Regions from separate parts of the Rattus norvegicus genome. Here region 2 is linked to region 1. The links are chromatin contacts, called in public Hi-C maps. All regions are on one chromosome and are shown on one strand. Each heading gives the region's core, a stretch centred on a gene start, on an enhancer-like site or on the middle of the called end of the contact. The rest is flanking DNA. Distances are from core to core; before and after follow the strand shown.

Evidence for each region. Hi-C and Micro-C count contacts between places; a contact is called where the count stands out from the background.
Region 2: a Hi-C map of kidney shows a contact between it and region 1, with 2.3 times the contacts expected there. The contact joins the enhancer-like site here to the promoter of Dcaf12 in region 1. A contact is called at or near these places in 4 of 12 Hi-C or Micro-C datasets (frontal cortex, kidney, liver and 1 more).

The regions. Positions count from the first base shown.
Region 1 is chr5:61,273,918-61,279,380 of GRCr8, forward strand. It overlaps Dcaf12 (DDB1 and CUL4 associated factor 12), which reads right to left and starts at 2,250. Exons shown (of 9, transcript NM_001427703.1): 1 at 1,912-2,250; 2 at 646-900. The coding sequence starts at 1,989. LOC134486930 (a long non-coding RNA gene) reads left to right here and starts at 4,270. Exons shown (of 4, transcript XR_010066505.1): 1 at 4,270-4,351; 2 at 4,850-5,423.
Region 2 is chr5:61,353,975-61,359,437 of GRCr8, forward strand. Ubap1 (ubiquitin-associated protein 1) reads left to right here. Exons shown (of 7, transcript NM_001012190.1): 5 at 767-949; 6 at 1,656-1,757; 7 at 2,043-3,103. The coding sequence ends at 2,183. Kif24 (kinesin family member 24) reads right to left here. Exons shown (of 12, transcript XM_039111402.2): 12 at 3,104-5,107. The coding sequence ends at 4,967. Among named protein-coding and RNA genes, the nearest start is that of Ubap1, 40 kb to the left of the region's middle. Within about 2 kb of position 2,602, at least 36 of the 93 cell types and tissues checked have an H3K27ac peak or open chromatin away from gene starts, as enhancers often do. A contact at or near this core is called in kidney, where this site is marked.

The DNA.
Region 1 (5,463 bases), core at 1,000-3,499:
TACATAGCCCTGTCTGACTTGGAACTTTTAGCAATTCTACTGCCTGGACTCTCAAATGCTACATTTGGATTCTAATGTGTCAAAAAGTATTTGTCTCATCTCTACCTTCGGCCAAGTGCTAAATACTTCTAAATATGTCAAAAGCTGGTACACAGGGATTAGGTTGTCACTAGCATGTACCCTAAATGATGCTCTGACATCAATTTCTGTCCATCCTCTGAAGCCTCTTATCTAAAACACAAGAGCAGCGGTCTACAGAGCCAGGGCTGAAACACTTGGTTCACTTGAAGGGATTGGGAGACTCAGAAGGGAGAAAAGGAGCAGAAAAAGAGGACCAGGCCATTAATGAACAACAACGAACCTCTCCCTGAAGAGCCCAGACCCACATCAGAGTTTATTCTCCCCTCAGCACCTTTGTCCTAACGCTTCTAATTAAATATCTTAATAAATTCCAACTCTGCTTACCAAACCAAAATAAACAATAAATAAACAAATAAATAAATAAAACGGGAAGATAGCAGTGAGAGGTGCTAGAGTAACCTACAGAGTAAGTTCCAGGACACCCATGGCTACACAGAGAAACCCTGTCTCAGACAAGACAAGACAAACATCAGCACAAAGGCAAAGAGTCCTCCTGAAACTTACCGTGTTGCATTTCGTGCCACACACCACTTGTCTATGATTCAACCACTGAGAAGCAAACACTTTATTAAGGGTCCCAAGGTGAAATTCTCTCTCCTTGAGGAGACTGGGAAGTTGTTGTGCCGCATAACCATGTAACACCCGAGAGTAGTTGGTTTCATTCTGTAGCCTGACTTCTCGGTTCTTCAGGTAGTACACTAGGGATCTCTTCACTGGGGGGAGTCTTTTCCTTTTGTGCAGCGAGTGATCCCAGCCAAACTGTGAAAGTCAACATCAGAAATCAGAGGTTTGGCCACTTTTCCTTAAGACAAATAGTCTGACTGTATTATAAAAGAACCACTGTGAATTCGTCCTTCAGGAGTTACATAGATCAAAAATTTAACAGATTTGTAATCCAGAAAGTGGAGCTTAACTCGTCTAGCACTGAAATGAGGTTCTCATAATAAGGTACATCTAGGAAATGGATAAACAGGACGAAAGGTTACCTAGCCTCTTGAGCAAAGTGGCTCAGAAATATACCCAGGTGTCCTTGATCTTAAGGAAATGAAGCCTATATCACCGAACCCACCTGGGCTGCATTTCTACCCAGCCCCTTTCTCCCTCTCCGCTTGTGCACCCCGTAGAGCATAAAGAATATATAGCTCAATGAGCCAGACTGGGGTCTCGGATCTTCCTGGGATGTACAGTCAATGGCCGCTCATCTGACTCCGCGCGACTTGCGGTGCGGTCAGTTTTAGAATTCGAAAAATCAAATACCAACGGGGTAACCTGCGACGGAATCCCAAGTCCGAGAGGCCTTCCTCTCCAAAGGGGGCGGTATAGAGATGACACCTGGTGTTTCTTCCTGGTGTCTAAAGACCCGAAAGGACCAGCACCTAGCTTAGATGATTTCCTTGATTAAGCGACCCTCGGCCCATATTCCTAGTAGCACTGGAAAGTCGACTTCGGTCTCCACCCCAGTAACTTCGGAAGGCCGGTCTTACTTTCGATTCTCCTTGACTTCATTTTCTCCTTCCTCAAGGAACCAGGAGGTTCTGAAGCTCTCTATCCCTAGCTGCAGACTTCCAGCGGAAGGCGTCATTTTGGAGTTTCCTTTTGGCTCCTCACCCTTCCGGCCCGCCTGCACGCCAGTACACTGCAGAAGGACCGGCCACTGCTCTACCGTCCCGGCTCCGGTTCTTGTCCCGCCCTGGTCCCTGGTTCCTATCCCCAGCTGGAATGCCCTACTAAGCCCCTGCTGGGTGATGACCCAGGCCTGTGAGCCCTCACCTGTGGGCCCTGAGCGTCGCTCCCGGCTCCTGGCGAGGCAGGCGCTTTCCGCTTCCTGCTAACTGCTTTCCGGGCCATAGTGGGCAGCGCCGCTGTGGCCCCGCAGCCACATGGGGCGGAGGAGGCAAGGGGCGGCAGGGCGGCGGGTCATGTACCGGGCCCTGGGGCCGCGCGCTTTCGTGCGCCCGGCCCGGAAAATAGTCTGGATCCGGGGCAGCAGACGATCAAAATGAGGCGCGTAAATGGAAGGAGGGAAAATCCGGGTTGGGAAAGGGGAAGGGGTTGGGAAGGGAAAGGGAAGGAAAAGCAGGAACAAGCAGCTTTCCTACCACCAGTTCTGGAAAGGACGGCGAGCGGCGAGAACCAAAACACCCCCTCCCACTCGCCCGCGTCTCGTCACTCCTGCGCAGCCTCACATGCAGCACGTCGCCACGGAGACACCACCTAGACCAGAGGGGCGGGACTTAAGGGCAGCAAGGAGAATTGATGTCCTCGGAGAACTTCCGCTTGCCTCTTGCCTATGGCGGTTTAGCTGTGGCCAAGCTGTGGCCAGAGGAATCCAGCCTTCTGGCGGGGCCTTTCCGACCTCAGCCAGCTCATCCTCTGGCATGCGGAAGTAATGGCGGAGCATGGCTGCCTCGCTGCGGGACCAATCTTGAACCTGTAACCATCATGGCAGGATTAAAGATATTCTAGACACCCTGATTGCCTGATCGCAATCAGATATTAAAACACTGGACTCTAAGAAGTTGAAGAGTCTGAGAGTCTCATGCTGGGAGAAGGAAAAGACAAGGAAGGGCACAAATGCCAGCCAACAAAGGAACTTAACTCCAGGAAAGATATTTCACAGTTGGGAAAACTTGTCAGACTGCCTTTCCAGAGAAACTGGATGAAGCGATGATGGAAGCGACCACACCTTGACAAAGACTGCTTGGTTATGCATAGCTCTTGCCTTTAAGCCTAAACTAAACCACTTGTCAGCCCTGAAGATACACTTGAATAAGAGAATGTCACTAGATGAGTCTTTGTTCTTTCCAATGTGACTGTGTTAACCATCTCCTTAAAGTTATCCCCTTATACTTTGTCTTTTTAGTTGGCCTGTTGAGAATGTGTTAAGGCTACTAGGGCCCAGATGCTGACCCTTATACCTCAGGAAATATTTCTTCTGCAATTAATAGCCTCACATTTAGCACTTTCCTCCCAACTTTCTCACGAACTTATCACTGTGCACAAAAGATTAAACACTGTGAGGGGTCAGAGAACCCCACTTCACACTCCTTTAAGATGGATTCAGGGTAGGAAGGCAGCAGTATGGTCAGACTTTCCCACATCAACGTACCTTACCGGAGCTAATTCAGGCTGCCTCACATACCTGTGGCACAGGTCTCCCACACTTAGGGAGTCCTTAGATTCCATTCTCCACTTCTCTTTTATTCTCTAGCCCCCTATCCATATTTCCATATTAACTCCTGTCCTTTTCCCCCCCTCCTTTTTTTTTGGGGGGGGGACAGGGTTTCAGTGTATCGTCTTGGCTGGTCTGGAACTCACCATGTTATATTATCAGTCTGGCCTCAAAAGTTACAGAGATCCACCTGCCTCTGCCTCTCCAGTGCCGGATTAAAGGTATGGTTCAACCAAGTCTAATAAGTCACTTTCTTTCCATAGAATGTCACCCGTTTCAGATCCTCAAAGTCTGCTGTCAAAGTCACACTGTCCTCGTGCTTCAGGAAACAGACCCAATGCTGTAATTCATGTCATTGCCTGCCTTTCTCTTGGAGCCCAGGTTCGATCTCCATTAAGGAGTCAAATCTTGAACCACAGAAAAGAGAGTGGTCATTTCTGGCATGTCCAGTTTGGACTGGCACTGGTCACCAATCAAAGGGGGTAGGGCTTCGGGATCACCCTTGCCTCCATTTTCTGAAGATCCTGAAGGAATGTGAATGCCAGCTTCCACTTTCCTCAGGCAAAGAAACCCTTGGAGGAACCAGGATGCTCTTGCTTGAGACTGACTGGCCTCAGGCTGTGGTGCCCAGTTACCTGCTGGTCCCTTCAGCTTCAGGCCTCATACCTCCAGGGAACTGTGTTGGCCCATCTGCAGTTCTGCCTACAAGAAGATTTGATTTGTTTTCCAGATTGAAATGATGGCTCCACCATCCCAAATCAGCACTGCAACTAATCCCTAGTACTACCTTGGGAGAGGCAGTCCCATCTTTCCTGATTAGGCCTGTGTCTTCAGAGATAAACACATTGTGAGTGGGCAGGACTGTGGCAGTCTCCTTCTTTGAGTCTGTTCTGGTTCTGTCTTGCCTCACAATGCTCTAGGTGACCCAGGAGCTCAGTGGACAAGAGCCTGGAACCCTCTGAGGATCTCCAGGCTCAGGCTGAGTGGGGCTGGACTGCTGGTGTCTTCAGTTTGTGTCAGGGCATACAGGACTCTGGTGTAGGTTCCTTCTGTATGTTGTCCTGCACACCAACATCCCAGAGTTATCTTCAGATCCACAGGCCAGATCATCATCTCTGTGGGAGTGGGGTAAAGGCCCACTTGGAAGATTGAAAGTTCACAATTGTTTTGTGCTGGGGCCTCAAACTCAAGGCTTTTCTTAATGCTAAGCAAGGTCTCCTCCACTCTGCTATGCCCTCAGTCTTACAATAGTTTCCAATGCTACGATCAAACTTAAGTCTCCCTGCATGGAAAACACTAGCACTGAGCTATAATCCTGACTCACAATCTTTTTTAACCTTTCGTTTGTCTCCCCACTCTCCTCCTCCTCTTTCTCCTTTTCTTTACTTTTCATTCCCCAACCCCCAATTCTCCTGCTCAGATGAGCCAATGGTGATCTTGAACTTCTGATCCTCCTATTTGTGACACTGTGGCTGCTGTGTGCGCTAGCCAATCTCTCCTCTGACTGAGTTAAATTTCCCTTTGTCTTGTTGTTAGACGGGCTGGTACTGCAGGCCAGGTTGGCGCTGGGCCTCTCTCTGATTCTGCTCTGGCTTCAGTTTCCTGTGAGCTAGGATTACAGACATGAACCATCAAGCTTGGCTTTTTCTTCCTTAAGAAGTACTGTTTTCATTTCCCAAGCTGGCTTTAAACTTCGCATCCTTTTATCCAAACATCCCAAGGAACTATGATCACAAGTATGTACCACAAAGCCCAGCTCCTACAATATATGTGTATATAAGTATGTATCCAGTACATGTATATCTTTTCATGTGTGTCGGTAGGTGGGTGAATAGACACACACATGGCAGTGTGTACGCACATTGTAATGGTTTGAATAAGAGTGACCTCCATAGACTTTGAATGCTTGGTCCCTAGTGTGTATAACTGTTTTGGGAAGGATTAGGAGATGTGGCTTTGTTGGGGTAAGGAGTGTGATGGTGGTGGGCTTTGAGCTTTCAAATCCCCGAGCCAGGCCCAGTCTCACTCTCAGCTACAGCTCAGAGCCATACTTGCCTGCCTGCTGCCTTGTTTCCTGCCACAGTGGTCATCAACTTTACCTTCTGAAACTGTAAGCAAGTCCTTAATTAAATGCTTTTACAAAATAAGTT
Region 2 (5,463 bases), core at 1,352-3,851, 80 kb after region 1:
AGAACTTGCTTTAGCACAGAGGACTGACTACTCCTTACTGCCTTGCTTTACACAATAGAAAAAAGAAACAAGGAAAATTATAAAATGTTTTTTTTTGGTTCTTGGAGGCCGAGACACTGAAAGCTTGTGATTTTATTCCCATGGCCTGGGAGTGTGCTGAGCTGCCTCTGCCTTAGACTTCATTATCAGAGGTGAGCCAGTCAGGTGATGCTAGGAAGGTCCAGTAGCAGGGAGCAAGCTGCTAGTAGCCATGCAGTAGACTGCCTAGAAGTCCAGCCTAGTGTGGCTAATACTCCTTCCACCTTAGCTGCAGAGGACTGCAGTATTAGCAGGGAATGAGGCAGAGCTGTGATGTAGGGCAAAGGTAAGTACCCTCAGAATCCTGAGGCCCTGAGCTAGCAGTGCCTGGGAAGTCCAGACCAGTGAGAGGCAGGAGTGAGACAAGGATAGTCAGTTACATGGTGTCAAAAATCTCGGTGGCTGAATCTTAAGGGCTGAGATAGTTAAGGGCTAATGAAATGACAGAGAAATCGGCCCAGCCCTCCAATGTTAATTCTGTAGGCAGGTTCAAACGGGTTAGAGCGTGGAACAGCATGTGATGACTGAGTGTGCACAGCCTGTGGATGCGGGCTCCAAGGGCTGCAGCTATTTCCCAGCTTTTCTCCTTGGCTGGCACTTGGTACCTCTCTCCGTCCCTACCCACAATGCCTGGACAGCAACCTGGGCCTCAACTCCTCTTACTTTAATCTTGTTTTTCTATTGTCAGGTTACCCCTCTAAATTTCTCAGTGTCACAAGTGCCCACCATGCCTAGCTGTCCCCAGGCCTATTTGGAACTGCAGGCACTGTCTCCGAGTGAGCGGCAGTGTGTAGAGACAGTAGTTAACATGGGCTACTCATATGATTGTGTCCTGAGAGCCATGAAGAAGAAAGGAGAGAATATTGAGCAGGTGAGGTGCTGGTCTGCAAGGTGTGGGTGGAGCAGCCTGGTGGCCTCAAGTCAGGGTTGTGATCTTGAGGTCCTCGAGTGCCTGCAACTCCAGCCTCCTCCCGTGGGTATGTGGAGATTGGGGTATCCTCAGGGAAGCCAGAAGAGCTCAGCAGTAATCCTTGAGGACTGCTTGGAGAATGTGGAATAGCCAGGGGTGGGCACTGGGGCTGTTGTCCTTTGTCCTCCAGAGGACAGACTGAGTATATGGCTAGATGTCCTAATCTTTACTTCTTTTTGAGATAGGGTCTTGTACAGCTCATGCTGCTCAGAACTGAGGTAGCTGAGGCTGGCATTGGACTCATGGGCCTGAACACTAGCATTACAGGCGTAGTCTACTACTCTCTGTTTACCTCCAGAAACTTTTGTCATGGCTGCACAGGAAGTTTTGAATAGCATACTATTTCTCACATGCACTGTATTTTTCTGAGTTTACATTCTGGGGGTTGAGTCGGCTATGGTACCACCTCCTTTGGGATGTGGCTGCTCATTTCTAGAAGGGTGTGCCGGTTTGTTTACCAAGTAATTACTGAGGTCATGCTGTGCTCAACACATTCAAGGCACAGTCTAGTCCTGATAACGGGGGAGAGACATGGAGCTGACTTCACACAGGTCTAAAACTCAACACAGAGAAGTGACAGTAGGACTCGTCTTGTTTCTTTTCTTAGATTCTCGACTATCTCTTTGCACATGGACAGCTTTGTGAGAAGGGTTTTGACCCTCTTTTAGTGGAAGAGGCTCTGGAAATGCACCAGTGTTCAGAAGAAAAGGTAAGAACCTTTATGCATTCACAGGAACAGAGTTGACTGTCCTGGTGTACTCTGGGGACCCTGCACTACCTGGGGTTGAATCCCAGTGATAGGAAGGGAAAGTTGAGTTGTGCTAAAAGCCAAGCTTTCTGCCTTCCCTTTATCTAGAAAGCATTCTTTAGGGGTTTTAGTACTTTGTCTTGGTGGGCCGGGGCTCTTGAGATCCTTCACCTGCAGTATACGTCTACATTCAGTTAGTCTGTGTGACTGAACTCTTTCTGAAAAAGGTTTTCCTTTATCCCATAGATGATGGAGTTTCTTCAGTTAATGAGCAAATTTAAGGAAATGGGCTTTGAACTGAAAGACATTAAGGAAGTTTTGCTATTACACAACAATGACCAGGACAATGCTCTGGAAGACCTCATGGCCCGGGCTGAAGCCAGCTGAGACCAGGCCCTGCCACGGCCTTGCCACGGCACCACCATTCCCCAAGGAGGCCCTGCACAGCTCACTTGTGGGGAAGACGGGACATGCTTCCAGATTTTCTTTGGGGGTTAGAAGGTCAGATGTGGAGGTGACACTTGCTCTGGGAGCCCAGGCCTGAGCTGGGGCAAAGTAGGAAGACTTGGGCATACATATATGCCCTCTACTGGTTCCTTTGATATTAAACATCTGTATTTTGAGAAGTGTCCTTCCCACTTTGGCCTTTCAGGAAGAATACTTATGTTCTCAGCCAAAACCTAGCCTGGCTACCAAGAGTGGGAAGACAGGAGCAGATTGCTGCTGCTCTGGGGCTAGACGCTGTCCTCTCTGCTGCTTCACTGGCAGACTGGGCTCTAACCCAAGTGGAATGCAACTGAGAGGTTCTTCCGGGGCCCGCCTTCCCCCACACACAGCCCTTAGTGTTACACTGGTTCTGGAATGTCTCTGCGGTACAAAGATGCACTTTTCCTCATGGGGCAAAGTCTGCCTCTTCTGCCAGGCAGTTCCCATGTGCCCCTCTTCAGACTGTTTCTTTTGGCTTAGACCATAATCCTCTGCTGCCCAGGGCATTGGAGCCCCTGTGCTAGGAAGCTGTAAGCAGTTTGAGTAATCATCGGCTCCTTCCCAGCACATTGATGAGGAAACAGGCCACGACTTGTCACTCAGCACTAACCCCCAGTTGTTGAACAGCCTTCTCCAGCCCTGCTTTAGGATGACAAATGAATAACACCTAGGCATAGAAACCAGTCTCTCTGGTTTGTTTGTATTATGTTCTTCAACATTAAAGATTTAAACAACAAAGGATATACTACAGTCTTGAATCTAAAGTAATTTGCTAACTATTTTGATTCTTCAGAGAACTACTAATAAAAATCTAAAAGGTATGCCATGCTGCTTTAACCTCTTTATTTGGACAAATTTTGACTCAGAACAGTGGGTAGATTGGTATCCTTTTCTCACGGAGGGCCTATGGGACCTGGAAGCTCCCATAAGTTTTTTGGCTTACAAATAGAGACCCAAAGAGTTATTTAAACCTGGTCTATAGTGCAGTCTGTGGAAGAAGGGTATGTGCTCTCTTGCCAAAGTAGAGAAGGGGCATACAGGTACCCTTTAAAAGTTGACAAATCCTTTTGCTTGTGAATACTACCAGTCACAGGCAAGGTTACAGTGGTGCTCCTGCAGCTGATAGCTCATCCCTAAAGTTTCTAGTCTTTACCTCTAGTAGAATCCACACACATCCTTTTGGCAGTCTGAGAATGGTCTCTGGGTCTTAGCAATGTGAGAGGCTATACAGCCTAGGAACAGGCTGCCACCTGGTGGTCAATTCAAGCAACTGCCTGTGGCTGGCAGACTGTAGCTTTTCAGCTCTTTTGAATTAGCCTTTGGCTTAATAATACCATTATTTCACTATGTAGTCCAGGTTGTCTTTGAATTTATAGTCCTCATTCTGCCTCAGCATCCCAAATGCTGGGATTACAGATGAACAATGCCACATCTGGCTTATCTTGGCTTTTTAGATGTAACATCCTAAAACCAGAGTTCTCCTTAAATTTCTGTGGCTTAGGCTGTGACACATGAATCTCAGGTTAACTCAGGGAGACCTAATGGACTCTTGGAGGGTCTCTGTTAAAAAGGTGATTCAGTAAAGTGCTTGTGGTGTAAGCATGAGGACTGAGGTTGGATCTCTAGTAACTGTGGAAAGTCGGGACTAGCTTGGTATAATGGTGGCTACATCTTTAATCCTAGCACTTGGGAGGCAGGAGGATCTTTGTGAGTTGGTCTACATAGAGAACAAGGAGAGACAAGAAGGACCCTGGGACTTGTTAGCTAATCAGTCTGAGCAGATCAGCAGTGAGACACTTGTTTCTAAAATAAGGTACCTGATAACATCTGACACCCCACCCCAGCCCCCAGTAATACAGCAAGAACTCATTTGAAAAGTTGTGTGTCTGCTGCTGTGTCAGAAGGTTCAGACTGCTGACTGTAGACTCTGTCCCAAGACACCATAGCAAAGGCCCTTGTGTGCTGCTGGCCTGGGTGCCCTGGAAGATTCAGGCCTAGGCAATGGATTTGCCTGAGATCCTCCAGCCTGACTAATCATTCAGAGGCACTGGGTCATGGACAGGAGCTAGGATCTGCCACAAGGGCTTTGAGGGCTAATAGCCACTGTCCATGGGCTTCTGTCGGCACCCTCAAAGCTGGATTGCAGGGCAGGAAACCGTAAACATAAAGCATACCTCAGACCTCAGTTGCTCTAAAGAAAGATACCAAGAGTTGTTCATTTTATAATCTCCACTCTCTGCTGGGAAGGAGTTTACCTGACTGTCTGCCTGGTACTGGTGCTGTAGTCTTTTAAGTACAGAAAGGCACCATCAGAATAAAGCTACTGGCTCAGTTTGCTCCCTAGCCTCTCACCTCTCATCATTAACATTAAACACCCCTGTCCCACCCTCAAATTTAGGAACATCTACAATGTTATTAGACCAAGTATGTTCCTACAGATACAGGTGGGCAAAGTGACTACTCTGAGCCCCAAACAAAAGGGGACATGAAGGTTTTCAGCCTGGAACTTTGTTACAGATGGCCCTGTAGTTGGAACTGAGATAAGATGAGGTCTGTCCCCGAGTAGTGAGGTCATCCAAGGCCATGTATGGTTAGGGTAACACTAGGGGCACGGCAGGAAGGCCCTGGCAGAGCCTCTTCCAGCCCCAGAGAACACGCACTGTCCATCCAGGATGAGTTTGCCTCTAAGACACCACAGTTCTCTTGGGGGCTGCAGCTGGACCGAGGCTGGTGAGGTAGAGCTGAAGCTGGCTTCTCAGACTTTGGATGCACTTGGACTTCAAAGCCATGATTTCATCCAGCTGGGTCACAAATTCTTCAAAATCCTGAGAAGAAACAACACAACTGGAGCTTTTTCTCTTGATGGCTTTCTGCCAGATCATCTTTTCTCATCTGTTTTTTTGTTTGTTTGTTTTTCATGTTCTTTTCTTAATGTGTATGAATGTTTTGCCTACACACTACACTTACATGCCTGGTGCTACACACAGAATTTAGAAGAGGACATCGGCTCTCCTGAGACTGGAGTTCTAGATGGTTATGAGTCACCATGTGGGTGCTAGGAACCAAACCTGGGACCTCTACAAGAGTAACAAAGTGCTCTTTACAAAATGCTCCTTAGTCCATCTTGAAGGAACATTTCAGAACCCAAGTCCCTCCTCCCCAGGGGAAACCTTAGAAGTTT